4 separate regions of the Mus musculus genome follow, and all the other regions are linked to region 2. A link is a contact called in public promoter capture Hi-C data. All regions are on one chromosome and are shown on one strand. The core of a region is the stretch at or near the end of the contact, and the rest is flanking DNA. Distances in the headings are between cores, read along the strand shown. Region 1 holds the start of Nnat (neuronatin). Region 2 holds the start of Lbp (lipopolysaccharide binding protein). Region 3 overlaps Manbal (mannosidase, beta A, lysosomal-like). Region 4 holds the start of Platr27 (pluripotency associated transcript 27).

Evidence for each region. Promoter capture Hi-C pulls out the DNA fragments that hold promoters and counts their contacts.
Region 1: a contact with region 2 is called in a promoter capture Hi-C map of hippocampal neurons, with 4 times the contacts expected there. The contact joins the promoter of Nnat here to the promoter of Lbp in region 2. A contact is called at or near these places in 10 of 39 promoter capture datasets (the 3T3-L1 cell line, the C10 cell line, the HPC-7 cell line and 5 more), 3 of 115 datasets of contacts at active chromatin or transcription factors (embryonic basal ganglia, forebrain and pancreatic cancer cells) and 1 of 9 other capture datasets (adipose tissue).
Region 3: a contact with region 2 is called in a promoter capture Hi-C map of the SN4741 cell line, with 3 times the contacts expected there. The contact joins the enhancer-like site here to the promoter of Lbp in region 2. A contact is called at or near these places in 4 of 39 promoter capture datasets (the 3T3-L1 cell line, the SN4741 cell line, hippocampal neurons and 1 more) and 1 of 115 datasets of contacts at active chromatin or transcription factors (embryonic stem cells).
Region 4: a contact with region 2 is called in a promoter capture Hi-C map of second pharyngeal arch cranial neural crest. The contact joins the promoter of Platr27 here to the promoter of Lbp in region 2. A contact is called at or near these places in 9 of 39 promoter capture datasets (the 3T3-L1 cell line, 3T3-L1-derived adipocytes, the HPC-7 cell line and 5 more), 1 of 484 Hi-C or Micro-C datasets (the G1E-ER4 cell line) and 1 of 115 datasets of contacts at active chromatin or transcription factors (embryonic stem cells).

Annotation. Positions count from the first base shown.
Region 1 is chr2:157,554,670-157,561,499 of GRCm38.p6, reverse strand. It overlaps Nnat (neuronatin), which reads right to left and starts at 1,422. Exons shown (of 3, transcript NM_010923.3): 1 at 1,240-1,422; 2 at 207-287. The coding sequence starts at 1,311. It overlaps Blcap (bladder cancer associated protein), which reads left to right. Exons shown (of 2, transcript NM_016916.3): 2 at 3,173-5,138. The coding sequence starts at 3,347. The coding sequence ends at 3,610.
Region 2 is chr2:158,301,205-158,308,698 of GRCm38.p6, reverse strand. It overlaps Lbp (lipopolysaccharide binding protein), which reads right to left and starts at 2,206. Exons shown (of 15, transcript NM_008489.2): 1 at 1,906-2,206; 2 at 1-18. The coding sequence starts at 2,029.
Region 3 is chr2:157,373,026-157,380,383 of GRCm38.p6, reverse strand. Manbal (mannosidase, beta A, lysosomal-like) reads right to left here. Exons shown (of 3, transcript NM_026968.3): 2 at 1,130-1,335. The coding sequence starts at 1,279. Among named protein-coding and RNA genes, the nearest start is that of Manbal, 9.1 kb to the right of the region's middle. Within about 2 kb of position 3,858, at least 89 of the 459 cell types and tissues checked have an H3K27ac peak or open chromatin away from gene starts, as enhancers often do. A contact at or near this core is called in the SN4741 cell line and embryonic stem cells, where this site is marked.
Region 4 is chr2:157,594,382-157,601,504 of GRCm38.p6, reverse strand. It overlaps Platr27 (pluripotency associated transcript 27), which reads left to right and starts at 4,185. Exons shown (of 2, transcript NR_166472.1): 1 at 4,185-4,410; 2 at 5,520-5,926.

The sequences.
Region 1 (6,830 bases), core at 173-2,672, 750 kb after region 2:
TGATCCTGTGTGCTACTGCTGCTACTGCTGCTTGCTGCTGCTGCTTTGCCCGCCCGGCCCCGCCCCCTGCCCCGCCCGCCTGTCCAGCATAGCCTGGAGTGGCGGCCGAGGCACAGCTTGTCCACCAGTCAGGGCAGCTGGAGCTTTTCCAACTGTGCTGAGAGCTGCATGGCTGCAAGCTGATTGGACCCACAACTTAAGTATACCTCACTTCTCGCAATGGGCTGTGTCCCTGGAGGATTTCGAAAAGCGAATCCTACCCAGTAAATGCAGCATTCCAGGAACACCTTGAAGGAAATATGCGATTCCTTTGGCAAAGGATTCCTTTAGCAGGATTCCTGCAAAGGGAGCTCTTGGGGTAGATAGTTTTTTTTTGCACAAAGCGCTTTCTTCCAGTTTGGCTTTAAGAGAAGCACTTTTGCGCGCGATATCGCGCACTCTCTTTTTCCATAAAATGATTTGCCCCTTTCTTTCTTTCTTTCTTTCTTTTTTCTTTTTCTTTCTTTCTTTCTTTTTTTTTTTTTTTTGAAAATGTTCTTTCCCCTTCCGTTTTTGTCCTGCAAGGGGCATTTTTTTCTCTAGTGTGTTTCCAATTCGGTTTTTTTTTTTTTTTTTTTCGTTTCTTTGTTTCTTTTCCAATGCACTTTTATCTAATCCATTTTTCTCCTAGTAAGTGCCTTTGTCTGGCTTATTTTTCCTGCAATGCGCGTTTTCTCTATTTCCTCCCTTTCCCCCTTATTGAGATTCTTTTTGTTATTTTTCCTGAGGAGTGCCATTTTCTAACTTCTTTTTCACCCACCCAAGTGTTATATGTGTGTACATAGTGTATTTAAAAGAAAATTTCCTGCATTGCGCAATTTTTTAAGGTGAAAATTTTCTGTTGTGCGAACTGTAAAGTTTCACAGCACACAAGTGCCCCGCCTCCCTCCTGGGATCGAGCCTGAATATAGCGGGTATTTCTTACCGCGTTGGTCGCGATCGTCCGCAGCGGGCGACCGCCGCACCCCTGAGTCTTTGTTCCCGGCTGGGCGCGGGCGCACTGGGGACAGGGTCTGCGCGAGGATGTGGGCACGGGAACGGGCGGGGACAAATAGTACCACCGCGGCACTTTGGTACACAGGGATTGCGGCAATTGGGATAGGATGGGTTGGGTAGGGGCGGCAATCGCGATATGGATTAAGGGGTCCCGGGGCGCGTTTCGGGTGCCCTCTCCCACCCAAAGCCCGGGTACATACTCACCTGCAGCAGCACGCGGAAGATGTACCAGCCGATGATGAGCAGTTCTGCCGAGGCTGCTGCCACTGCGGCCATGGTTCCGAAAGTGGGTGGGTGGTCGAGAGCAAGGGTTCGCCGAGGTCTACTGGTCTCGGAGTCCGCTGCTGGGCGCAATGCCGCAGCCCCGGTGGCCGTGCCTTAAGTACCCTCTTGCCACCTAAGTGCGCATGCGCGCTTGGGGGATGTTGAGAAGGAGGGGTGATGGGGGGCGCTCCTCATTCGCCAAGAGAGAAAAAAAAATCCCGTCTGTTCTTTCCACACCGACCCCCACCTCCTGAGCCCGCTCTAACACCGTTCCAGAAGATTCTGCTCTGCCCGCTTTTGAAATTCGGTGTAAAATGGAGGGAAGTCGTGGCTCTACAGTGTAGAATGAGGGTAGGGGTGCAAGCCTCTTGGTTCGACACACCCAAGCCTACAAATTCTACATGCCGCGTAACCAGTGCCGCGCCAAAATATACCTTCCATACGGATGGAAAGCCGAAGTTACAGAAGTCTCTCTGAAAGCAAAATGTATACCTTTTTTCTGCATTCCTACTAGTCCGTGAATTTTAAACCCATGCCAGCTGTTTTGTGAGAATCTTTGATCTTTTCTGACTGTTGGTTCCCGCTCTGTCCGGCAGGCGGTAGTGGCTGCGATCCCGAGCTGGACCGGCACTCTTGCTCTTCGTAGCTAAAGCAATTGTATCTACTCTGGGAGGGATGTAGGAAGGATTGGCGTGCTTTGTGTGTGCCAAAGGAGCGAGCTTTATGGAGAAGTAGACCAAATTTTCTGCGGGACAGATACGGACCTCTGTTTTTTGTGCTCCCTTCTCTTAATCCTTAGTAGGTCTGCCTGAGCCAGGGTGGTTCTTTGTATGAGTTCGCTATGCAGCTGGAACACAAAATAGGATTTTGCTACATCCACGTAGGGTTGTGGCTACTGTCTTCTAGTTTCAAAGTAAAGCTTGTGTCCTCTGTTAGCGTTGTCTTATAGATCTTTAGTGAATTGCGATAATGGTAGCAAGACCAAATTGCCATCTGCAAGTAGAAGGTTCCCACGGTCCCAGTGGCTGGAGAAAGTACCTCTCCAGCAAGCCTCCTTGGCACAGAGGCCAAATAGTATTTGCCCCTATTTGGATAGGACATTAATTTTGATTAAATACTTTCATAGACCCATTTCTGTTCAATGTCAGTAAAAGATGGAGGTTTAATGGTCCAACTGAGTTTGGGTATTGTGGTTTTGGTTTTCTTTTTTTAAAAATTTATTTTTCAAAGAAGTTGGCTGGTTTGGGGTAAATGATGCTGAACTATTTGCAAAAGGCAAACAATGGTTCAGGCTGCTTTCTACTGTATCTTCCCATAGCTTGCCAGGATCTGAGGTTCCATTGCCTAGCCTCTCCAGGTCGGCAGTGCACAGATAACTGTTGTAAAATTGGCATACTCCACCACACTCAGTAGCAGCAAGATGTGAGACTAGATACAGAGCCTTTCCTTACCACACGGTGGCACAACACCAAGCCCATGGTGTCCTGTGGCAGCCACAGGGCGGTATTGTGAGGTCTGGGACCTTTGAGGACGGGCTGCAGCCCCAGGAGGCGATACATGATCTCTGCTGGGCAGGGCCCAGGCAAAGCCAGCCCACTGTGGGGACCGTGTCCTCCTGGGATCCCCCAGTAGAAGCCTAGGGAAGACACACCCTAGCAGGCTATCTTTAAGTAATAATTTGGATAGGAGTAGACATTCATGGGTGGGTGGGGAGGAAAGGGCATTCACATTTGCTGTTGTTAACCATGATCCATTTTCCCAAATAAGTATACAATTTGTTCCTGTTTTTTTGTTTGTTTTGTTTGTTGTTTTTTGTTTTTTGTGTGTGTCTGTCTGTCCTTTGTCTGTTTGTTGTGTTGACTTTTCTCTTCAGGATCCCTGCTGCCTTGGTGATCCCGGGCTGACAGCCAGAGAGCACAGCGGCTCAGCTCCTGGAGAGAGAGTCGAAGAAAGCGAAGGGCAGCCACCTGTGCCTGCTGGCTCCCATTAGGTCGGTTCCTGCAGCGGTGCCTGGCAGCCTTGGTGAAGGCCCTGCCCGGCAGAGATCATGTATTGCCTCCAGTGGCTGCTGCCCGTCCTCCTCATCCCCAAGCCCCTCAACCCCGCTCTGTGGTTCAGCCACTCCATGTTCATGGGCTTCTACCTGCTCAGCTTCCTCCTGGAACGGAAACCTTGCACAATATGTGCCTTGGTTTTCCTGGCAGCCCTCTTTCTCATCTGCTATAGCTGCTGGGGAAATTGTTTCCTGTACCACTGCTCCGATTCCCCACTTCCGGAATCAGCCCATGACCCCGGTGTTGTGGGCACCTAACGTCTGCCGAGATAGCTTGCCAAGGAAGCAGAAGACGGGAGGGGAGGCATTGACATAGGTCATAAAGCATTGGAGTTTCAAATCCCGCAGTCCTGCGGGTACCACATTCCTAATGGAGCCTTTTGGCCTGTGATGTTTTATCCTTACAATGTGAATAATGGCACTGATCGGTGCTTCTGTTGTAGAGTCCTGTAGTCGTGGGTGGTCTTATGGTTGTGTGTTCTGTCACCATCTGGGTCCCGGCTGACGGATTGGCCCACCCCCTTGCTCATTGATTTGGGGAATCTATACCCTTGATATGACCTGTGTGGATACAGTGTAGTCTCAATGTCACCTCCATAACCCTTCCTCGTCAAGACCTTCCTCGTTCCCTCCTCGTCCCCTTTCCCCGTTTTCCCCTTGGTTCACTTCCAACCCCTTTCCTTTTTTGGGGAGCACCTGTCCAAGACAGGGCTTGTTTTTGCACTTATCTCAAATTTGAAGAGATTGCTGATGCCCGAGAGCCTCGCTTTTTCATCCTTCGTTCCCTTTTGAGAAGGTGAGACGGAATCATGTCTCAACTGCTCGTTGTCTGCAGACCTCCAGTATTTCCTCTGCCTCATTTTTAAGAAAGAAGCGATGGGGAGACATTGCTCTTTGGCCTGGGTATCTGGGCTCCTGCCTTCCAGCCCAGCCTCTCTCCCTTTGCTCTTCCTCCTGTCTCTCTCAGCTGACCTAAAGGGGCCACCTCATGTCTCCAGTGCATGCTCTTCAGGAGGGAGATGTGCAGTATTCTCGTAGACCCAGTGGTCCCTGGCTGAGTGAATGAGAAAGTATTACATTTTTCATAGCAGCCATGATTCCCTTGGTAGGTGTTTGGATATTTTTGATGTGCCCTGTATGTATGTGTGCACTAGTGTCAGCGTGTATGTACACACGTATGTGTGAATGTGTGTTGTGTGTGTGTTTACATACCAATACATGTGTATATTCCTTTTGAAGAAGCTTTATTGAATATGTTCTGATTTTGAGGTTTAGTAGTAGTAGCTAGCTGTAGTAGGTCCTGCTGCAGTTTTTATTTAGCATGGGGATTGCAGAGCGACCAGCACAGTGGACTCCAAGGTGGTTCAGACAAGACCCAGGGGAGCAGTCGCCATCATCCTCCCACCAGGAGCTTCCTCATTGCTGCGCACGTAGACTGTACACTATGAAGAAAACACAGGAAGAAAGATTTGGTGACTTGGTACTTGTTTGCTTTTCTCTGCGCTTCAGAAACAAGTGTTTGCAAATGAGACTTTCTCCTGGCCCCTACCCACTGGGGATCAGCATGGTTGTTCTTCCAGTCGGAAATGTACCCCCCTCCTTTCCCCCTCTTGTGTGCAAGTGGGGGGGGGGGGCAGGCATAGGACAGAGCTGGAAGCAGGCTTCTGGGGAGTGGGACTTAGAGGCCACACTTGTGAAACACTCGGACTGCTGTTGTAAAGCTTTTATTTCTGGTGTGTTCGTTCCACAGCTGTTTGAAATGTTTAATAAAGCTTTATAAACTTTACTTTGTGGTTTTATGTGGCTGCAGTCCATTTGGGTCATGGTGTTGGATTTCTGAGTTGGTGGGGGGCAGGGTGAAGCACACAGGGCTGAGTCCTTGGCGCCAGAGTACCTTAGCTGGAAAATCTGATCTGTTCTCTGGAGAACAGATGCTGGAATTGGGGAGGAAAGCAGGGGGCAGCTCAGGCATTAACAGGAGGGAGTCTGGAAGTTTTCAGAGATGCCATTTGCACTTCTCAGCTCCCATGGCTTCCTGCCTGAAGCTGTCTGCTCTATAGGACTTGAGGAGTGGATCCCTCGATAAACAACTTGGGACAGCTGGGGCTCTAATCGTCAAGGATTTTTATGATGCTGCTTTTGAAGTAAAAATGAGTGAAACCCCTCGTGGCATTTCAGTTGGAAAAATAAATAAGGCTCGTCATCCACCCAGCATATCTTAGGTAACAGCTTAGAAGTGCAGAGACTCCAGTCCCTTGATGTAGATGTGCCCATGGTACTATGAGTGTGACCTGGGACACTCAATTGGGACAACATGTCAGTGCCCTGTGCTGGGCATACACCTCTAGCTCTCTCAGAAAGCAGGGCAGGAACACTGCCTGAGCAGCAGGAGCTGTGGTGAGGGCTGCTGAGGGAGTGTTTGAGGTGGGTTTGGTGACTTCAGAGAAGCTCAAGTGACCTCCCCAGACATTCCCTTTATTGGGGAAAGCTGTGTGGCTGTGTGGGTTTGCTTCTGCTCTTTTGCATTTTTCTGCCTTTTTTTTTTTTTTTTTTTTTTTTTTTTTGCATTCCTGGCATTGCTGATCTATGGTTTCCTCTTGATTATAACTTTTCCAAAGAGACAACTGTGATCTGTATGTAATCCACTCATACCTATAATCCCAGCACTCGGGAAGCTGAGGCAGGAGGATTCCTCTGAGTAGCTCCAGCCTGGGCTACAGAGTGAGACCTTATCTAAACAAAAAATGAAATTACAAAAGAATTATCTATTTTAGAGGGGTTTTCTTTGAAAACCTGCAGTGACTATTCTCAGGGTGTCTTTTCTGTCCACTTCAGTTGTCCTCTTGCTGCATCGTGTGGTCTTTGCTGTGTATATAGCTCTCTGAGGTTCTACGGAGCTCGACAGGCTGAGGAGCTGGGCATAGGGAAAGGCAAGTTTGTTCAACAAACACAGAGGCCTTGTACGAGGCTTGCTGGAGATGTGAGGACAAACAAGCCTGACACTCTAGGACCTCATGATTCTAGCCTAGTGGGGAGACTTAGCAAAATAGACAACTGCAGGTTCCGAAAGCAAACAGGCTTTTGTGTCCCTCTCCTGTGGAGGACCTGGATCCTAAGTGAGGCCAAGACCATTGCTTATTTTGCTCTCCCTTGGAAAGCAGCTTTCTGTTTAGTTCATGTGCTTGAGGGTTATATATAGGCCTCTGGCCGGAGATCTGTGGCCCTTTCAGTAGGGTGCTGGTAGCCCATCCCTTGAACGGTACTTGTCACGTCAGAGTTCATTCTGCCCACAGGGCTTCCCACCTTACCTAGAATGCTGTCCTTGTCCCTAAAGTACCTTTCAGGAAAACAACAAGACTTCCCGTGCAGAAGGCCACTAGGCCTCCCGGGCCTCACACTGCTGCCCTTGCTTTGCCATTGTGACCCTGTGAGGAGGTGTCCTGTTCCCACTGTCAGTTTCCTGATAAGTAAAATGTGG
Region 2 (7,494 bases), core at 957-3,456:
CCAGCCCCTCCTTGGCCGCTGCAGACAAGGAAAAACTGAGGTCAGTCTGGCCACCATGCCTCTTGCCCTGTGCTCCAAATTCTTCAGTTGCTCCCATCATCCCTGGCTAGAGAAGCTTTCTGCCGGCAGTCACAGCACAGGCTGCGGAGCCCACTCACACCAGGCAGCACAGAAGGCAGGAGGTACACATCGCCTCCTGCAGGGTTGTCAGGGGGTGGGCTCATTTTACAGGCGAGAACAGAGAGGCCTTTACCAACTACATGCCAAGAAAAGGCGTGCTGAGTGCCTGGGTGTGGCCCTCTTTTTTGTCCTCCTTAGTACTAGGTCTGTGTAGACATCACTGGAGAATTTCAGGGCTAGAATCCTGCCTGTGGCAGTTTTCTAACCAAGTGGCTTTGAACAAGTTCCCAGGCATCACTTTCTCATGGGCGTTATGGAGCCCAGAGCCTGGCCTGTCGAGCAGAAAAGGCGCTCGCAGCTCGTGGCTGGCATACAGTAGATGTTCAGTTAATGCCCAGAACAACAAAGGAGGGTTAATGTTACTAAAAGTGTGGAAAGAACCACACAACCAGCACTGGGTGCCCACACTTGGCACATGTGCCCAGGGAATGGGGCAGAAGACAAATGTCCCTGACTTGGGGTTCCCAAACAAATGCTATTTGTGGCCCCGCTCTGTGTCCTGATAGGAGTCTGCACCCAGCCAGGCAGTGCACACAGGTCACTAGTGACATCCATTTTCACCCTTTTCAATGAGACCTCCTCTTTAGGGTGTATATGGCAGGATCCCTCTGATGGAACGACACCCTTTGTCCCTGGCTAGTTCTTATTGCTGGTTCTACTTTGCCTCCCCCTGGAAGCCCTCCCTGATTTTCCCTTCTGTCCATAGCCTGTTTTAGATCCCACTATCCCTACTCAACTGAAGCAGTGTTATGACCTCCATTAGATTAGGCAATGGAGGCTCTACCGAAGTGATAGGTCTGGGCTGTACAAACATCCCAGCTCCCTCACCCCTTGGACACGATAATTCTGTGTCACTCTCAGTAGCTTGTTAAATACCTTTTCTTAGTTTGTCAAGTTGGATCAAGCCTGGTGTTGCAGAAATGGAACCCAGGCTACTTTAGGAGGCTGAGGCAGGAGAATCACAAGTTCAAGACCTGCCTTACCTATAGTGTGAGTTCAAAGCTAGCCTGGGTAAGTTAGGGAGTTGCTGTCCAAAATTCAAAAACAAAAAAGAGAAGGTGCAGCTGCGGCCATAGCTCTGTGATGAAGTACCTGCCTAGCATGTGCAATTCCCAGGACAGCAATACATGAACATTTAAAAAGGAAGGGAGGAAGGAAGGAAGGAAGGAAGGAAGGAGGGAGGGAGGGAAGTTGGGAGTGACATGCATAAAGGTACCTAAGGAGTGCTCACCTTGAAGCAATCACTGATCAATAAGTTTTAATGTTTGGTAAGTCACATGACTGCCACTCAGATGCCAAGGGGGCACATCCCATCCCCGTCCGTAGCCTTGCTTGGCCCTCCCAGTCTCTAACTGCCTTCACTTAGGATTTGTGGTTTTAGGTGATGGTTTCAAATTCCACCAAGACTCTTCCAAAGAACTGGTTCCAGCTGCTGTGTGGGGCTGTTTACCTCGGCTGTCTGCCTTCTCTTCCCAGCCTATCTGCCCACTGCTACCTGCTTATCTCTCTTACCTCCTGCTTCAGCTGCTGGACCCCAAACCTTCCCCCCAGCCCTCAAAATACAAGCTATGGGCTGAGGTCACATATCTGGAGAGTGACCAGCCAGATGGCAGCTATTGCCACATACCCGTATAGCAGACTCCCTACCAGAGGGACAATGCCCTTCACATCCAGGCTGTGCCTGGTGTCCCGCCTCCTTGGCCAGCCTATATTATGGCTTCTTACCGTAGGCCAGGCCCTTGTCGGTGATCCTGGCCACCACACCGGGGTTGACACCGCCAGTTCCCTGTATGGACAGGAACAGCAGCCCCAGCAATGTAGAGAGCAGAGGTCCAGTCCCAGCCTTCATCCTGGATGCTCCGTGGGGGAGTGAGGACTGTGACAGAGTGGGCTGGCTCTGGTGTTCTTAACTAGTCAAGGCCCAGGGCTAGGGGGCGGTTCTTGAGGGAGGGCGGGCTCCTGGGAGCAGGAAAGAGAGGCCCAGGGAAAGAGAGGCCCACTGACTGGAACCCTCTTGCGACACCACAGGGGTGGGAGGTGGGGGGTGGGGGAGGGTCATTGTTGTGATCACTGCACAGGTTAGGAGGGCAGGCCTGGTGCCAAGGGGATAAGCCACTCCCATTCTCCCCTGCATGGAGAAGGGGGAAACCCCACACTCTCTGGAGGTTCTGCATTGCCTCTGCCAACCTTCTTGACTCTCTGCTAGGAAGGCCTGGTGTCACAGACAGGAATTTGAGGTTCACTCAGGGTCACAGCCCAGCCCATGAAAGCAGGAAGGAAAAGTAGGATTGTCTTCCCCTGCTCTCCGTTCTTTTAACTGTTTGTTTAAATAGGGACTTCTCCTCCCAACCTTGCAATGGGATAGCTGTCTGAACAGCAGCTTGGCATATCTTTCCAGCACCACGCCAAACCAAACACCACCCGAAAGCTCTCAGAACATCCTGATGCCCCATGACCCTAGCTGGAACTTGCTGTACATAACAGTCCGAGTTCTAATGTGTCAGCTGCCTTGCGCTGCATGACCCGGGCAGAGGAGTGAGCACCGGCTAAGGCGGCAGGGGAGAGGGACGGTGCCTGTCTTCTGAGAGTTGGGCTTGGCCGTGTCACCCTTCCAATTCTGCTTTCTCTTTTACCTTTTGTGAGGATCACGTGTGCCCCGTTTCCCTGCATTCTAGAAAATTCTTCTGTTTCTCTTTTCTTTCTCTCTCTCTCTCTTCCTTCCTTCCTTCCTCTCTCTCTCTCTCTCTCTTTTTTTTTTTTTGAGATGGGGGAGGGGGGTCTTCCTATGTAGCCCAGGTTGGTCTTGAACTCTTGATCCTCTTCAAGCCCTTTCTACTTTCCCAGTGCCAGGATTCTAAATGCAGCTTATGATAAAGATGTTGCCCGATAAGCACTCTAAGGTTTACAGAATAGAGAGCCTCAGGGACCCTCGCACTACACCAGAGCATGCAGTGCCTGTCCTCTTTAGCCTTTCCTCCTGAGTATAAACTAACACAACTCCCCTGAACTGCCCCGAGGGTTGACACGGAAAAGCCCTAAGCATGTAAAGCTAATGCACGCAGGAGGCAGAGGCTCTGTGGAATAATACTAAGGCATGAACAAAGCACCCATGCATGTGAGGCCAAACTGAAGCGCTCCACAGCCAGAAAGTAAGAGGAAAATAAAAGTGACTCACACCCAGGGCCATGAAAACTGCGAGAAATGGGTAGCCTTCCTGCCCACAGTCTAGTCTGTTCTCTCCCTGTGAAACCTCTTTGTGTTGAACATGTTGAAGCTTTGAGGGTTAGAGCTCCCTGGACTATCCAGGTTGCCAGCCCTTGAATAAACCTGAATAAATCTCACCTGCCAGCTCTCATCTCTCAAGGACCAGCTTCCAAGAGGCAGAGGGCAGCATCTGGGTCTGGTTTGGTGACAAAACTGCAGGAATAAGTGGGACTTGCCATTCCTAATGACACTATTGAAGGGCTCTATGCCTTTGGTCAAAGTCAAAATTGTCAAGAAGTTATGGAGGGCTGTCTCTGCTTAGGAGGGAGGATTGTGGGTATTTGTGGCTCAAGATCTAACTGTGTGGTAGAATGAGTTCTCAGCACACACAGGACATGTAACTCTGTAGCTTACTGGGCACTGAGATGTGGTCCTGGAGATTTGTATGTTTGTAGTAAGTAAAGATAATAAAATTCCAAAGCAGAAAACAAGATTTACAGTAGGGATGGGCCTGTGTTTTCAGCTTTTGCCCATAATTTCCAGTAATTTCAAACTTTGTTCCACCCTTGGCTCCGGGAACCCTTCCCTGACCACTCCCGTGTTTTCCTGAGATCCCAGAGTCCCTTGCACATCTTCCCCAGCGTGACATTAACCACATTCTGCTTTGTGGTAACAGAGGTCACTTAGAAACATGCTTGCAGATTCTTCGCTCCTCTTCATCAAAAGTGAAGACTGGGGCTGGAGAGATGGCTCAGTGGTTTAAGAGCACTGGCTGCTCTTCCAGAGGACTAGGGTTCAATTCCCAGCACCCACATGGCAGCTCACAGTCATCTGTTCACACCGGTCCCAGGGGATCCAGTGCCCTCTGCTGGCATCCTCAGATACCACACACAGATGGTGCACAAGACATAATAGATACAGGAAAAATAATTATACATATTAAAACATTTTCAAAAAATTAAAGATGGAGCCTGTTCACTTCCCATGAACTTGGGGTGCCTCAGTAACTTCATCAGACTGAATGGGAAGGGAATAATGATGTGACACGCAGGAAAGACTGGAGGCAGTGGGGTACTGTGTGCATGTGCAGCACAGGTCACCCCACAGGACTGCCTGCTCCATGTACCATGTTGTCCTTGTCACGGGGACAGAGGGTTGTGGAGGCCTTTGTCCCTGGGTCCTCAAGCCTGGTTATTTCCAGGTATGTCTTTTACTGTGTGGCCACAGCTAAGCATTGGTGGGGATTAGAAGGAAGCCGAGTCGGTTGAGGTCATCATATGCCAGACCCTCGTTGGTTAAGCCCATGCTCCTTCCTGTACCTGCTCAGCCCTCTAGGGTGTGTACTTTAATCTCTGATGGGTAACTGATGTAGCACACAGCCACCAGCAAGTCCTATGGGGTTCCATCCCGTACACTGGTCAAGGAAAGCCTGTTTGAGGAGGCACTAGGATAAGAAGACAGGGACAGAGGCTTGGAAGAAGAGCAGAGCTCTCTCTCTCTCTCTCTCTCTCTCTCACACACACACACACACACACACACACACACATACACACACATACATACACACACACGTATGTACGTACGTCTGTCCAGGGTCCCCAGGGAGCCTCTGCTTCCCCTAAACCTGGCCAGAGTTCCTGCTATGTTCAGCTCCTTCTTCATTTCCTTGGGCTGCCTCTTCTCTTCAGGCCTCAGTTCCCTGTGTGAATTGCTGGCATTGAATGGGAGACTCTTCTGGGCTTTGAAGCTTTGAGGGCAGAGAGAGATGGTTTGGAAACTGGAGACTTGGTGGGCGCCTTAGTCAGGGTTTCTATTCCTGCACAAAGCATCATGACCAAGAAGCAAGTTGGGGAGGAAAGGGTTTATTCAGCTTACACTTTCCACATTGCTTTTCATCACCAAAGGAAGTCAAGACTGGAACTCAAGCAGGTCAGGAAGCAGGAGCTGATGCAGAGGCCATGGAGGGATGTTCCTTACTGGCTTGCTTCCCCTGGCTTGCTCAGCTTGTTTTCTTATAGAACCCAGGACTACCAGCCCAGGGATGGTACCACCCACAATGGGCCCTCCTCCCTTGATCAACAACTGAGAAAATGCCTTACAGCTGGATCTCATGGAGGCACTTCCCCAACTGAAGCTCCTTTCTCTGTGCTAACTCCAGCCTGTGTCAAGTTGACACACAAATCCAGCCAGTACCGTGGGGATGGGAATTTGTTTTTCCTATTTCAGATGGTTTGAGGGTGTTCCCAGCCAGGAGCTGTTTGCAGGAATGGGAAATTCCCACAGCAATGACTTTTGGACCTCAGAGCTGCCAGTCAGTGTGCTATTGCTCCAGGTCTGAATTTCCTACCCCACCCACTGATGGCCTTTCTGGCGTAGGTCCCTGATACAGCCCCAAGATTCATCAGAGACATTAGGGAGCAGATGGCCCTGATGCTGGTGCTGGTGCTGATGCTGGTGAGCCCTTGGAGTCTAAGCTCATAAAACTCCACTGCTTTACGACTTCATTGATCGCCTCTTGTGAGATAGGTGAACCTTCCTGAGAGCTATCTCTCAATAAACATGCTTTTATAGTCTTGATTTGACTTGTGTCTTAGTTAGGGTTTCACTGCTGTGTAGAGATATCATGACCAAGGCAACTCTTATAAAAGAAAACATTTAATTGGGGCTGGCTTATAGTTTCAGAGGTTCAGTCCATTATCATGGTAGGAAGCATGGCAGCAGGCAAGCAGACATGGTGCTGGGGGAGCTGAGAGCTGTACATCTTGATCTGAAGGCATCCAGAAGGAGACTGTCTTCTGCAAGCAGCCAAGAGAGGGACACTCTTTCACACTGGGTGAAGCTTGAGCACGTGGATGTCTCAAAGCCTGCCTACACCGTGACACACTTCCTCCAACAAGGACACACCTATTCCAACAAGGACACACCTCCTAATAGTGCCACTTCCCATGGGCCAAGCATATTCAAACCACCACATTTCACTCCCTGACCTCCAATAGGCTTGTTCAAACACATGAGTCTATGGGGGCCATACCTAGCCATAACATAATGCAAAATACATTCAGTTCAACTTCAAAAGTCCCCATAATCTATCACAATTACAATAATGTTTAAAAGCTCAAAGTTCAAAGTCTCTTCTGAGATTCACACAATCTCTTAACTGTTATTCCCTATAAAATAAAGATAAAAAAAGCAGACCACATACTTACAAAACCATAGGATATGCATTACCATTCCAAAACGTCATAGTGAGGAAATACTGGACCAAAGCAAGAGAGAAAACCAGCTGGGCAAACTCCAAACTTTGCATCTCTATGTCTGATGACAGACAGCCTTCAGATCTCCAACTCCTTTCATCTTTGTTGACTGCAACACAGTTCTTTCTTTTGGGCTAGTTCTACTTCTTGTTAGTCGCTTTCCTTGGCAGGTGTACCACAGATCTGTTATCTTTAACATCTTGGGGTCTCCAAGGTAACTTCAACTATACAGCTTCTTGTTCCAATGTCTTGGATCTACACATGATTTTCTGAGATCCTCCAAAGGGCTTGAATCACTTCTCCAGCTCTGCCCTCTGTAGCATTTTGGACTTTGGATAATTCCACTCCACTGCTGTTGCTGTTCTTGGTGATCATCCCATGGTACTGGCATCTCCACTATGCTGAGGTCTTCCACTGCAACTAGGCTTCACCAATAGCCTCTCAGAGGATCTCTTCATGGTTCCAAGACTCAGATTTTTGGCATGACCCCTTTAGTCCTGGGTCATGTAACTGAGGCTGCATCTTCACCAATGGCCTTTCCTGGCCTCTCACAGTACCAAGCCTTAGCTGCTCTCCATGAACCCTTCATGCCTTTAAAACCAGTACCACCTGGGTGACTTTTACATATGACTAAGTATGGCTGCCAGCACAATCTATTTCTGGAACACAGCTTCTTTGTGCTCTCAGAAAACACTTCCCAGAAGATTTCATCTCAGTGATGCTGGTCTCTTCATCTGTATATATATATTAGCTCCAGCTAACCAGAATCAACTTTCTTAGTAACCCATTCTATTCTTGACTCTAAAGTCAGAGTTACATTACCAAAACTGCTGAGTTCTGCTGCTTTCTTAGGCTA
Region 3 (7,358 bases), core at 2,609-5,108, 930 kb after region 2:
CTCACTCACACACCAACCAACTCAAACAAACAAGTGTGAAAAACACCTGAGTCTTCAGTTTGAATTTAAATACCCAGTATGAATTCTAATTTAAATACCCAGTATGAATTCCACTGAGATAGAGTCTCACTGTAGCCCAAATTGGCCTGCAATTTACTGGAGTCTAGGCTGCCCTCAAACTTACAGCAATCCCCCTGCTTTAGCTTCCTGCGTGCTGTAATTGTAGGTGTGAGCTATTACACCTGGTGCAACTTCTTTTTAAAAAAATGTTTTGTGGCTGAGTGTGTTGGCACACACTTGCTATTGCAGCATTGGGGGGCTGAAGTGGGAGAAGAGTGAGTTCAAGGACAGTTTGGGCTTCAAAGGAGACCCTATCTCAAGTATCAAAACAAAGAATAAAACCCAGGTCAGTGGAATGGTTCACACCGTAAAGGTGACTGCTGCCAAGACTGACAAACTGAGTTCTATCCCTGGAACCCCCACGGTGGAAGGAGAGAACCAACTCCCCAAAGTTCTCTCTGACTTCCACACAAGCTTACCCCCCCCTCCCTCTCTCTCTCTCTCCCATGAACAAACAAACAAATAAATAAGTGTAACTTAGAAACTAAAACGGGACTAAAGAGATGGCCTAGCAGTTCAGAGTACTTGTTGCTATTGCAGAGGACCTGGGTTCACTCCCCAGCAACCACATGGTGGCTCTCAAAATCACAGATGGCATCTGAACATGCGCAAGCAAAATATTCATACATATAATGTGAAAATGAAAAATATTTAAATTTTTGCTCAAATTTTTATAAGTTGATGTTTATCAAATAGAGGGTGCTCACTGGTTAAGAGTACTCAGTGGGGCTGGTGAGATGGCTCAGTGGGTAAGAGCACCCGACTGCTCTTCCAAAGGTCTGGAGTTCAAATCCCAGCAACCACATGGTGGCTCACAACCATCCATAACGAGATCTGACGCCTTCTTCTGGTGCGTCTGTGACCTCATCCATCAGGTGGTCTTCCAGGAAGCAAGTTAACTTGACAGGGGTCACACAGCCCCTGCCCATCTTGTCTGTGGCGATTCTCCTGCCACAGGAATCCATCCAGCCTGCCATCTAGAAAGCTGAGGTCCCAGGGAAGGACTTACCGCCTCATGGGACTTGGGAATGGGTACGATGATGGCCAGGACACAGATGAGCTGGAAGATGGCTCCCAGGAAGAGTCCATACCGCAGCAGGTTCTCCAGGAAGGTGGGCTCAGGCACCTCGGGAGGTGAGAAGCCCAGGTCGGAGGCCATGGCCCAAGGCACCACTGCCAGGCACCTCGAGATTCACCACTCTCCAGCACCAACTTCTAAGGGAGAGAGTGAATGTCAGGTTTCTCCATGTGATCTTTGAGAGGTCCCACTTGTGTACATGCATATGCTATAGGCACACACACGCAAGATCAGGAAGCAACTTGAGAGAGGCAGAAACATCCTTGAATCTAATTGGAGAATATGTGCACAATAAACCATCCATTCAACTTTGTAAATGTTTGATGTTCTCTGAATATAAAGCCAGTAAAAATAAATAAGCAAATGCAAAAATCTCCCAACGTTCTTATAAAGACCTGCACATCTCTGTATTTTGCTCTGTTTTGCTTGTGAGATAGTGTCTCACTCATCTCAGGCTGGCCTAGAGCTTGCTATTATGCTAGGATGGCCATGAGTTTCTGATCTGCTTCTGCCCTAAGTGTGGGGCTGGAACCCAGGGCCTCACGAATGCTGAGCAAGCACCCTACCAGCTCAGGAACACCGACTACCTGGCTGACTCTGTCTATTCATTCACTTCGTGATGTAACACTTAGGGATACCAAAGGCTGAAGAAAAAGAGACAGGCTAATGCCTGCTCTCAAAGCTCTGCTCCGAATGCAGGCAGACAGCAGACCACAGAGCCAGGCTGCAGGGGGAGAGAAACTGTTCGGGAGACGGTTGATCTCATATGGGGTGGGAGGGGAGACCTCTGTGGATGCCACAGGTCTTATAAAAGTAAACAGAGATGGGAACAGGGCAGAAGTAGAGTGACTCACACTTGTAATCTGAGGGAAGAATATTCTAGATAGAAAGAAAAGCAGACTCCAGGGTGGGAAAGGGACCCACATGGCCAGGAAGGGAAACTGGAAGATGCGGAGATGGGATGGAACATAAACAAACCTTGGAAGACCCAGCCCCGTTTAACTTGACCAAGTAAAAAGTAAAGCAGAGAAAAGCGCTAAGTTCTAAATTGCTCATTGTTGCTGTTATTTTATTTATTTATTTATTTACATTTTGGTTTTTTGTTTTGTTTTCCAAGACAGTCCCTTTAAGCAGCCCTGGCTATCCTGGAACTCAGAGATCTGGCTCCCTTCCTGACTGTGACTCCCACATGATGGCATGCAGATGTGCCTTACCGGACTCTAAACTACAGGTCTGAATGGAGAGACACAGTGATAAGGGAAAGCCCAGCCCATAAGTGGAAAGCTGAGAGATAGGTAACAGGGAGACCAGCCAGCCTCAGCTCACCTCTCCTCTCACCAGCCCTCTCCTAGTCTCTTTTTTAAAGACAAGGTTTCTCTGTGTAGCCCTGGCTATCCCAGAACTTCCTCAGTAGACCAGGCTAGCCTAGATCTGCCTGCTGAGTGCTGGGATTAAAGGCTTTTGCCCCCACCACCTGGCTCCTATTCCACTTTAAAAAAAAAAAAAGATTTATTTTTATTTTATGTGCATTGGTGTTTTGTCTGCATATATGTCTGTCAGATCCCCTGTAAGTGGAGTTATAGACAAGTGTGAGTTGAACCCTGGTCCTCTGGAAGAACAGCCTGTGCTCTTAACTACTAAGGTATCTCTCCAGCCCCATCCTCTTCCACTCTTAAGACCCTGGTGACGCTGGAAGAACTGCCTATGGCTCTCCAAGAATCCTGAGTCCTCCATGAAGCTGCGATCTGTCCAGAGCAGCCTTCCACCCATGCCTGCTGTTCAAAACCCTATTCTAACTCCAAGCCTGAGCACAAGGGTCACCCTCCCCATCAGGCCTTTGTGTCATCCTCCCCCTTTGCCTCTTTATTGAGGCACCTACAAATGGCTTCCTTTTGCCACCCCAACATTAAAGGGACAAATGCACTGTGGTATTGGTTGTCACAGATGTCACAGACTGCCATCCCGTGCACTCCCCAGGGAACTCTGAGCCACACAATGCAGTGCTCATGATCCACATGTGGCCCCAGGTGTGGCTAGTCTGAACTGAATGACAGTTAAATTAATTTAAATACAGACAAATTTCAAGCCTTATTATGAACGAATGTAAACAACCTCATCAACAACGTTTATGTTGATTATATGATGAAGTGGCATGCTGTCAAATTACTAAAACTAATTTAACTTAATTTGAAAAAAAGTTGGAGAACTTATTTCATGTTGTCAAAATTTACTAGAAAACTAAGGTAATCAAAGCAGAGCTACTGACATGAGGACAGACGGACAGACAGACAGACAGAGAGCTCCAAATAAACATTCACAGGCAGGAGAGGACAGACTTTAAACAAGTGCTACCAAGAAACAGTGTCCACACACAAACACAAACCAACTTGTACTTCATACAAAGATTAATTCAAACCGGCCCAAGATCTAAATTTCAGAGTCCAAACTATAAAACCATTAGGACTCTCTTGGGGGAAATCTCTATGGTACTGGGTTTGGCAGTGGTTTCCGGGATGTGACATCAAAGGCACAAGTTACAAAAGAAAGGAGTCAATTAAACTCCACAAAAAGATCAAGACCTTTTGTTCACAGAGGACATTCCTCGGAGAGTGAAAGGCAGCCCAGAGAATGGATGGAGACATTCGTGAGTCATACTGACAGTAAAGGTCTGGCATTCCGATAGACAAAGAACTTCCACGCGGCAACAATATAACAGAGCATGGGTGGAGAGAGGGTTCAGCTGGCTAAGGCACCTGCCACCTCCAAGCCTCACAACCTGAATTTGATCCCTGGGACCGCATGATGGAAGGAAAGATCAGACTCCCGAAAGCTGTCTTCTGACCATCAGGTACATGCCGTAGCGAGTGTTGTGATCATAAAAGGAGAAAGAGCTATAAGAATATGTTCTATCTGGGTGTGGGGGAAGGGGGTGCCCTGGCGGGCCTATGAGGAGGCATCCTCGCCCCCTAAGAGACCAGCCACTGGTATAGAACAGAGTTTATTTAGGGTATGGGGAGGGGAATTAACAGAATAGTAGAGGCAGAGAAAGGCAGAGAGGAGAGAATTAGAGGTTACCATGACCACCTGGAGAGAGGGAGAAAGGGGGTGGGGGGTGGGGGGAGGCAAGCGGGAAGCAAGAGTAGGAGAGAGAGGAGGAGGGGCCAAGCAGCCCCTTTTATAGTGGGCCAGGCCTACCTGGCTCTTGCCAGGTAACTGTGGGGAGGAGCGTACCTGGCTGCTTTTAGGAACTGTGGGGATGTTTAGACTACCAACAGCAAGTGTGCCTCTGACCCCTAAAAATCAGCATAAAAACAAACTAAATAAGTGGGGGGAGGGGCAGTCAGTTCAAGTCTGCAATCCCAGTAGTCAGCTAGAAGATGAGCTCACAGTCAGCCTGTGCTACACAAACTGCCAGTGTGGGCAAAACCAGGAGGGTGAGGTTGGTGACAAGTCTCCGTGGGGCCTGATTTTGATCTTGGATAGACTTGATGGAAGCCCAGAACCAACTGCCCCAAGTTTCTCTCTCTCTCTCTCTCTCTCTCTCTCTCTTTCTCTCTCTCTCTCTCTCTCTCTCTCTCTCTCTCTCTCTCACACACACACACACACACACACACACACAGAGTGGGGTTTAAAATGAAGAAAAAAAAAGTATACCAAGAAGCACAGGTGGGCACCAAGCATCAGTAAAACTGTGGAGAAACTGGAAGCTGTGTGCATTGCTGTCTTAGTTACTGCTCTATTCTGTGAAGACACACCACGACCAAGGCAACTCTCAAAACAAACTATTTAATTGAGGGCCCGCTTACAGGTTCGGACGGCTGGTCCTTGATCATCGCAGCAGCATGCAGACAGGCATGGCATCGAGGCAGTAGCTGCGAGCTTTATTTAGATCCTGACCCACAGTCAGCAGGCAGAGAGTCTGGGCCTAGTGTGGACTTTCAAAACCTCAAAGTCCCCCTCACAGTGCCTCACCTCCTCCAAAGGGGCCACACTTCAAAATCCTTCTCAAACAGTTTGAAAGAGTAATAAACTCAATGCTCCAAGGTATGCTAATCATAAAGCAGATAGCAACATTCCTTCCTCCACCCACCCGCTTCCTGGGTTCAAAGAGTGTTCATTCAAAGAAAGTCACCCTGACCCACCCTGACCACTACTGGAACCCACTATGCAAAGGTGCTATTGCTAGGGGCTCTTAGATTGTTAGGGGCTCTTAGAAACTGTCTTGAGAGATAACCTGACACTTGTGACTTTGTACTTCCTTGTGACTCTTAACTGGTATTTTTGGTATTTTCCAACAACGCCCTTCCCACCTCCTTGAGTTGTGGTTCTTTCCTTTAAATACCCCCTTACTCAGCTACTCGGGGCGCCACAGTCCTCTACCCCTGCGTGGTGTATGACCGTGGGCCCGAGAGCGCTCTTGAATAAAAATCCTCTTGCAATTTGCAGCAAGACCGTTTTCTCGTTGGTGATTTTGGGGTGTCGCCTCTCCTGAGTCAGAATGTGGGGGAGTCCTCACGTTGTGGGTCTTTCAAGTTCACCGACTAGGGACCAGGCTTTCAAACATGAGCCACTCTCCTCCAGACCCCCACAGCTGCTGATGGGGGCATAAGCTGGCAGAGCAGCTGTAGAAACCAGGTAGGATGCGGAGTTCTTGTCTAGGAGTGTGAAGAAGTTCCCGAAGTACTGATAATAGTGATACAAAGTGGCTAATGACACAATTCATTCTTTATTTTAACACAAAACAAAATTTCACTTTTTTTTCTATTTACTATGTATTTGATTTTACTTTTTGACATTGGTTCTCATGTAGCCTATGCTGGCCTTGAACTCCTGATCTTGCTGTCTTCAACTCCAGAACCCTGAGATTACAGGCCTGTACCATCATGCCTGGCTTCCCTGCGTCTTATACTTTAAATGTAACTAACTAAGCATGCATTACTCGGTTCTATGGGTAAGCCCTGTCCACCAGAGACTGTCCATTTCTTTCTTCCATCTTAGCCCTGCTGCTCCTCTACTTTAAATGACTTTCACAACGTGAAAAACACACAAGGGTTACAAGATGGCCAACCATGCAAACAGAGTGGGTCTCACACAAATGTTTTCGTTTTCCTGTTGACCTGGTCCCTCTGGAAGCTCATGTGCTTGGCCAGCAGGATAGCCAGGTCTCACATCAGTTCAGCTGACTCTAGAAGCCTTTCAAAGCAGGAGCCACTCCTCACTCACTGTCCCGCCCCCCATCCTCAGAGCTGGCAGAACTTCCTCCTCCGGAGAAGGAGCTGGCTTCTGGAGAGAGCCCAGTGTGGCTGGTTCCAATACAGTGAGTCAGGTGGGGCATGGGGCTCAAGGATTCCATCTTTGGTCATGCACAAGGTGCGAGGCTTGGAGGCAGGCAGACTGCTTGGAGCAGCTCCTTAGCTGGCTCTGAAGTGAATTCCAAGGCAGCCCAGCCCAGCTCCAGGGTGAGGGGAGCTGACAAGGCTCTCCAGGGCAGCAGCCCTGTGCTAAGGCTGAAGAAAGCGTCACTCCTCCAGTGGCACCTCATAACTTACTGCCCCTGACCAGGCTTCATGCTCAAATCTGTGAAGTCTACTGAGGGCATCGATACTCAGTCTAACGAAGTTATTATGAAGACTGGATACTGTGACAGAAACTTCAGGAGTCAGGACTCTGGGGGAGTGACTATGGGCATCTAGCTACACTGTAGCTTATCTCTTGACTTCTTAGAGAGCTGATGTCACTTTGAGCCCATCAAAAAAGTTCCCAAAGCCATAATATACTTAGGCCTCTTTTCTTCCTTAAGCGGTCATTAGGCCAGCGTATAAAAAGTCATAAAATGGATTATATCCTTTGTGTGAATAACTTACTTCCTAGAATTTAGATTAAGGAAATAATTAAAAAGAAAGGGCCTCCAGGTACAAAAGCAGTCTTGGCAGCACCATTCCTAACATGGGAAGGCAGGAAGTGTGTGGCAGGCAAGGAGCTGGTGCATCACGGGCACCTCGGGACTTCACTGAAAGGACGGCACACCGGGCATATAAACACTGTGGTCAGGCCAGGGAGAGGTCTGGCAATGTGATCCTGAGAAAAAGAAACAACTGTATCACCAGCGTGACTACTGCCCCGTCTAGACCAATGTCACCGGCTAAAGACCAAGGCAGGC
Region 4 (7,123 bases), core at 2,936-5,435, 710 kb after region 2:
GCAGACACAAGCGTGGTGTGGTCTTGGAGGGAGGAAGGAGGTCTTATTCCATGGAAGGGACCCGCTACTGAAGAAGCATTTGTCTTGCAGGGTATCAGGTCGCTGAATCACCCATGTGACAATGTTGCAAAGTGGGGCCTTTGGAAGGTGACCAAAGTCTTCATGTAACCTTATAGCAAAGATACCAAAGAGCTAGCTGGCTCCTACTAGGTGAGGCCTTGGCTAAAGGCACTAATGCTTTCACTGCCAGCTTGGCATAGATTACAGGTGACTGTAATCTATGCCAAAGGACTGTCCAGATCAAACTCGTCTACGGGCATGTCTGAGAGGGACTGTCTTGCTTGTTAATTAACTAGGAAGATTCCATCCACCGTGAGTGGCACCGTCCCTAAGCAGGCAGGCACCAGCCCTGAGCTGTCTAAGAAAGCTAACTGAGCATAAACCTGCTACATAATCCAGCAAGCAGGGCTCCTCTATAGCTTCTGCTTCAAGTTTCTGCTTAAGAGTTCCTGCCCTGACTTTCCTCAGTGATGGACTATGTGCTGCCTAATCTTATGTCAACTTGACACACGCACTAAAGTTATCTCGAAGGAAGGACATCTCAATTGAGGAAATGCTTCCATATGATCTGGCTGTAAGGCTTCTTTTCTTTTCTTTTAGCCAGGGTTTTTCTGTGCAGTCCTAGGTGTCCTGAAACTCACTCTGTAGACCAGGCTGGCCTCAAACAAAGATGGATCCACCTGCCTCTGCCTCTCAAGTACTGGGATTAAGATCATATGCCACCACTGCCTGGCTATGAGGAATTTTCTTCATTAGTGATTAATTTGTGGGTGGTACCATCCCTGGGAGGGTGGTCCTGGGTTCTATAAGAGGGCAGGCTAATGCCAGGTAGTAGTGGCACATGTCTTTTAATCTCAGCACTTGGGAGATAGAGGCAGGTGGATCTCTGAGCTTGAGGCTAGCTGGTGTACAGAGTAAGTTCTAGGATAGCCAGGGTTACACAGAGAAACCCTGTCTTGAAAAACAAACAATGGAAAGGAGGTGGGGAGAGAGAGAGAGAGAGAGAGAGAGAGAGAGAGAGAGAGAGAGAGAGAGAGAGAGAGAGAGAGAGAACAGATTGAGCAAGCAAGCCAGTAAGCAGCACCCCTCCACGGCCTCTGCAGCAACTCCTGCCTCCAGTATTCTGTGTCGTTTGAGTTCCTGTCCTGATATCCTTCAGTGATGAACAGTGCTGTGGAAGTATAAGCTGAATAACCCTTTCCTCCCCAACTGGCTTTTGGCGTCACGGTGTTTCATCAGTGACAGAAGCCCTAGCCTAGCTAAGACAGACTGGAACCAGGAAGGCTAAGACAGACAAATCCTGCTCTTCCCTAAGTTGCTTCTGATCATGGGATTTGTCGCAGAAACAAAACAAAACCAGAATGGGTGGCATCCACAGCCAGAAGCCCTCCTCAGCTGCATTGCTAGCTACCTCACCTTGGGCTTCCCAAACCCCAGAGAAATGTGGAAGTCAAGTTTTTGTTGCTTATAAGAGATCCTGATCTATAGTATTTGGCTAACAAATGTAAAAAGCAAAGTTTAAAAAAAAAAGTGGCTAGAATTTTACCATGTTTCTAAAGGGCAGTAGGCCTGTGGAGATCACAATCCTCTGCACTCTCTCCCAGGCCACTGGGGCCGGCTCCCTCTGCACCAGGTCACAGATTCTCAGTCTGCTCCTACAGTGCAAAAGCTAGATGCTCCTGGAGGAGGGACAGGAAACTAGTCCCCAGCCTCAAAGCCCTGCTATTTGGGGAGGGGGTAAGCTGGACAGAACCAAAGGCCATTTGCCTCCAGGGAAGGAGCTGGCCCACACTAAAGAGGAAGCATTCCTGCCTGAGAGAGGCCAAGGATCCTCCAACTCCAGCGAGGTTAAAAGTCACTGGTCTGTTTCAACAGAAATGGAACCCAACCGAAGGAGTCAAACTCACAGAGATCAAGGATTCCAAAGCAAGAAGAAAACGGAAGTGAATAATACAAACTGTGTTTGTAATTTGCCCATCAGCAGATTTCTCAACAGAAACATTCTGGGGCTAGAAAAGAGGGGGATGGTGTATACCGTGTGCTCAGGAGAAGACTGTCAACCAACAGTACCAGGCCCGGCCAAATGGTCTGCCAAAAATGAAGGAAAGAGAAAAATACCTCTAAAAGCTGAGAGAAGTCATAACCACCAGGAGAAAGAGATTAATACATCAATCAGAGCACCTAGGAGGACAAATCTTACTTGTAAGAGTGAACATAGCGATATTTAGACTACGCTGACACTGTAAGCATGGAGCAAAATCCACTATGTGCTTATACAAAGGACAGCTACATTAGCTTGTTAAGAGATTGACAGTATAGAATGAGGTAAATTAAGACATCAAAAGTCAAAATAGGGGACAAGGGCCTGCTCAGAGGTACAACTATTACCCAGCACACAAAAATTACATAAATAAATTTAAATGGGGCAAATGGAGTCTTTTTGTTTGTTTCATTTTTGTGTCTTTTTTTAAATCTGTATGACTAAGGCTAACTTTCTATCCACTTAAAATAACTTGTAACAAGCTGGGCAGGCGTGGTGGCGCACCCCTTTAATCCCAGCACTTGGGAGGCAGAGGCAGGTGGATTTCTGAGTTCGAGGCCAGCCTGGTCTACAGAGTGAGTTCCAGGACGGCCAGAGCTACACAGAGAAACCCTGTCTCAAAAAACCAAAAATAAATAAATAAATAAATAAATAAATAAATAACTTGTAACAAAATGGTTGCTTCTTCAGAAAATTTATTCAAGAAGGAATAGAACCCAGCCCACCATCTCCAGGACACCTGCAGACAAAGCTAGACAAAGATGTTAAAGGAATACAGTTAGCCAGGTGTGGTGGCTCATGCCTGTAACCCCAAGCCCTCTGGGTGGGTCTGTACTTTATTTTTCATTTAGTTTTATTTTGTAAAATATGCTTCAGTGAAGTTGAGTCTCATTTGTTTGTTGTTTGTGATTGGGTCTCACTCTGTAGCTCAAGCAGACATTGGGTCATCCCACCTCAGCCTTGCAACTGCTAGACCCTAGAGACATGAGCCACCATCACTGAATAGGAGTGTGTGTGTGTGTGTGTGTGTGTGTGTGTGTAAGAGAAAGAGAGAATGTGTGTGATAGAGTGTATGTGAGCATGGGTGACTGTGTAGAGTGTGTGTCAGGATGTGAATGTGACTATATGTGTGTGTGTGAATGTGTGTATGAGTGTGTGTGAGAGAGAGAGAGAATGGGGGAGTGTGTGTATGAGTATGTGTGTGTCAGAGTGTGAGTGTATGTGTGTGTGGGGAGAGTGTGTGTACGTGTGTAGAGTGTGTTAGAGTGTGAGTACATATGTGTGGGTGGGTGTGAATGTGTGAGAGTGTGTGTGTGACAGTGTATGTGTGTGTGAGAGAGTTTGAGTGTATGAGTGTGTGAGAGTGTGTGTGTATGAGAGTGTATGTATGTGACCGTGTGTGATTTGCATGTGCATGATGTGTGTATGTAGACATGTAGATGCCTGTGCTATAGTATGTGGAAGTCAGAGGCTAACCCCAGCTGTTGGGACTCACCTTTCACCTTGCTAGTTGATGTGTACCCCAGGTTAGCTGCCTGTGAGCATCTGGGCATTCTCCTATCTCTGCCTCCCATTTCCCTGGAGGCGGAACAGGATCCCACATGCACTGTCGTGGAGACTCAAAATCAAGCCCTTACACTCCTGAGGCATCTCACTCAGCCATCTCCCCAGCTCGGAGGCTGTTTTTGTTTATTGGTAGTATGGAAGAGCCAAGCGCCTCTTGGATACCAGAGAAGCTGTCTACCTCTAAACTACAGCCCCAGCCCTAGAAATTGGTTCTTTTTTTTTTTTTTTTTTTTTTTTTTTTTTTTGGTTTTTTGAGACAGGGTTACTCTGTATAGCCCTGACTATCCTGGAACTCACTCTGTAGACCAGGCCGGCCTCGAACTCAGAAATCCGCCTGCCTCTGCCTCCCGAGTGCTGGGATTAAAGGCGTGCGCCACCTAAAGGTAACAGTAGCAGAGCACTGTGGCAGAAATCTTCCCCTAATGAATAAAGATTTCAAGGGACCAATCACTGGGTGAGTAGTAGGCGGGACTTCTGGGTCGGTGAGAGGAAGAGGGAAGCACGAGAAAGAGACTTCCTTTTGGACAGGAGAGAGTGTGGAGTACACAATGTAGGTAGAAAGAGGTTCCTGGTTTAGGTGGCAGATCCACTGGGATGCACCACCTGGAGGATTTATAATTTGAATAGCTTACAAAATCAGGATGCTAGTTTCTGCACCCAGCGATTGTATTGCCTGTTGATTCTAAACTAAGATTGTGTGGTGTTTTCCTTCATGAGGCGACTCAGCTGGGTTCCAGAGAAAGGTATGGTGGCAGGGCATCCCAGCCTGCCACAGGAATTTGGAAGCATGGGGGGCTGGGGGAGGGGGGTGGCGGCGGCCGGCCATGGGAACTTAGAGAGCCGGGTGGCCTGTCCGCCAGTGCCTTGCCGGCCGTAGCATGGATTGCCTTTTAAATGTAGTTCACGCTACAGATCGTGGTAGTGCATACTTTACATCCGAGCACTTGGCAGGCAGAGGCACGAAGATCTCTGAGTCTGAGGGCAGCCTGGTCTGTGTAGTGAGTTCTAGAGCAGCCAGGACTACGTAGAGAGAAACTGTCTCAAAGCAAATAATAAATAAATGAATAATAAATACAATGTAACAATAAATCCTGCCTGAGGACTATAGCTTTCCTGGTACCAGAAGGCTTCATGCAAGCTTCCAAAGAAGGGAAGCAACCAAGAGCCCTACCCAGCTCTGACACCCATGAACCACACAAGCAGCATGGCACAGTAACTGTAAGGGTGCAATAGTGCCATGCATACTTTGGCAGTAACCAACAGCTCTCTAATTAGACATTAAGATCTTCTCAACGAGAGGGAAATCATGTCTGCTCCTGGACACCTAGCCAGTTACCCAAGACTACTGAAGTCATGGATTTTGAAGAAAAAAACCTATCACCTATAACCACTGCTTTACTAAACAGCATAACCCCTAACTACATCCTTAATATCTATGCTTATTTTCATAAAATAAGCACAGTCCTCACCTCTTACAACAGCAAATTAGTTAAACCACTTTGGTTCCCATTGGGGAAAGCGCTGCACTCACCCAAGAGCGCTCTGGATTCACCAATGAAAGGCACACACACCCCAAGCTAATTTTGATATGCCTTGACTAGCTCAATGGCTGGGCACTTTTTTATGTGTATGGGTAATTTTCTTAAAGATTTATTATTATATCTAAGTACACTGTAACTGTCTTCAGACACTCCAGAAGAGGGCGTCAGATCTCATTACTGATGGTTGTGAGCCACCATGTGGTTGCTGGGATTTGAACTCACGACCTTTGCAAGAGCAGTCAGTGCTCTTAACTGCTGAGCCATCTCTCCAGTTCCCAACAACCTCTTATCAAGGAAGCTTCTCTCTGCAGCAGATGAAGACCATTAAGGGAAACTACAACCCGTGGCTGAAGAGTGGGCAGAAGACTTGAAGAGCCAGAAGAACAGAGGATTTGCCTGTGAGATTGTGTCTCCTAGAAATGTCAGAAGCTGCGGCCATAAGGTCTTCCTAACGCGGCTGCCAACACATGGCCTGAACAAGGACGACGCCAGTAGACATGCTCATGTGGGCAGAGGAAGTGGAGCTTATGGAGCTTCAAAGCTGCAATTACAGGCAGCCAAGGAGTGCTGAGAGTAGGGGAACGTCTTCTCCAAGGAAGAAGCTACATAAGATAGAGAGCTCGTCTCAAAGAAATACATTATTGTTTGTAGACAGGGTTTCACTATGTAGACCAGGCTGCCTGCCTCTGATTCCTGAGATTAAAGGCATGTTTCACTACATCTGGCCAAATATGTATGTATGTGCTTGTGTGTGTGTGTGTGTGTATGTCACAATAAATCTGTGTAATGGAAACTGACCCTGTGGTGGGAAGAAAGATTCATCTCTTGCATTGACCTGTATCCCTGTCCATTCCATACAATTATGTAATTATGTTGTCAATTTCTGTAGGAAAGTCTTGCCTGAGACAGTGCTTAACTTGAAGATTGTTTGGGGAGAAACAATTTGAGTGTTGAGTCATTCAGTCCATAATTATTGGAGGCCTCCTCATTCATTTAGGGCAGCGGTTCTCAACCTTCCTGACGCTGTAACCCTTTAATACAGTTCAAGTTGTGGTGACCCCAACTATAAAATTATTTTGGTGCTGCTTCATAACTATAATTTTGCTACTGTTATGAATTGTAAATATGTCTGATCTGTGACCCCAGTGGGAGCTTGACCCACAGGTTGGGAACCACTGGTTTAGATGTTTAACTTTTCTCGGCTATTATTTTGTGATTTTTTAATATAGATCTTTGCACAGCTTGGATCACTTCCATGCTTCGGCACATGAGGCAATCGAGTTCTCTCTTGCCTCCTGTGGGTCCTGGGAATTGAACTCAGGGCATCAGGCTCTCACAGAAAATGTGTTTGCCCACTAAGCTCTTGATGCCTTTTGATAGACTCACTGTTAGGTAGTTCATGTTCTGCTGTAGCTTTACAAGCAGATTTTAAAAAAAAAATCACGTCCAATCATTATAGTGATTTATTTACTCATTTGGAGATTATTAATGCAATCCTTTCTTTGGAAATAGACAAAAAAAGACAGACATTTCATGGAAAAATTACTAGATGATGGTTGAGTTCATGAGAAGATGTTCCTTGTGCTTCAGGCATTAGGAGGATGCTGGCAAAACCCCAGTGAGATGTTGCCAGGCTGTGTGTCTGCCTTGTTGCTGGGATGCCGGAGCACTGCCTGAAAGCTACTCAGGGGAGGCAGAACACAGTCCATGATAGGCATCCCAGTCCATGTCCTTTCAGGTGAGAAATGGGGAGATCTTTGATGGATGCTGTGATTCTCAATCTCCTGTGTAACAGACTCCACTGGGGACTGAAGGGAGTTAAGAACAGTGGTCTAAGGGTCTGCTCTCCCCCTATACACCAGGCGGGAAGTGGGTAGCTAAGCCCAGGATGGAGCAGAATCCAGTTTGGTTTCAA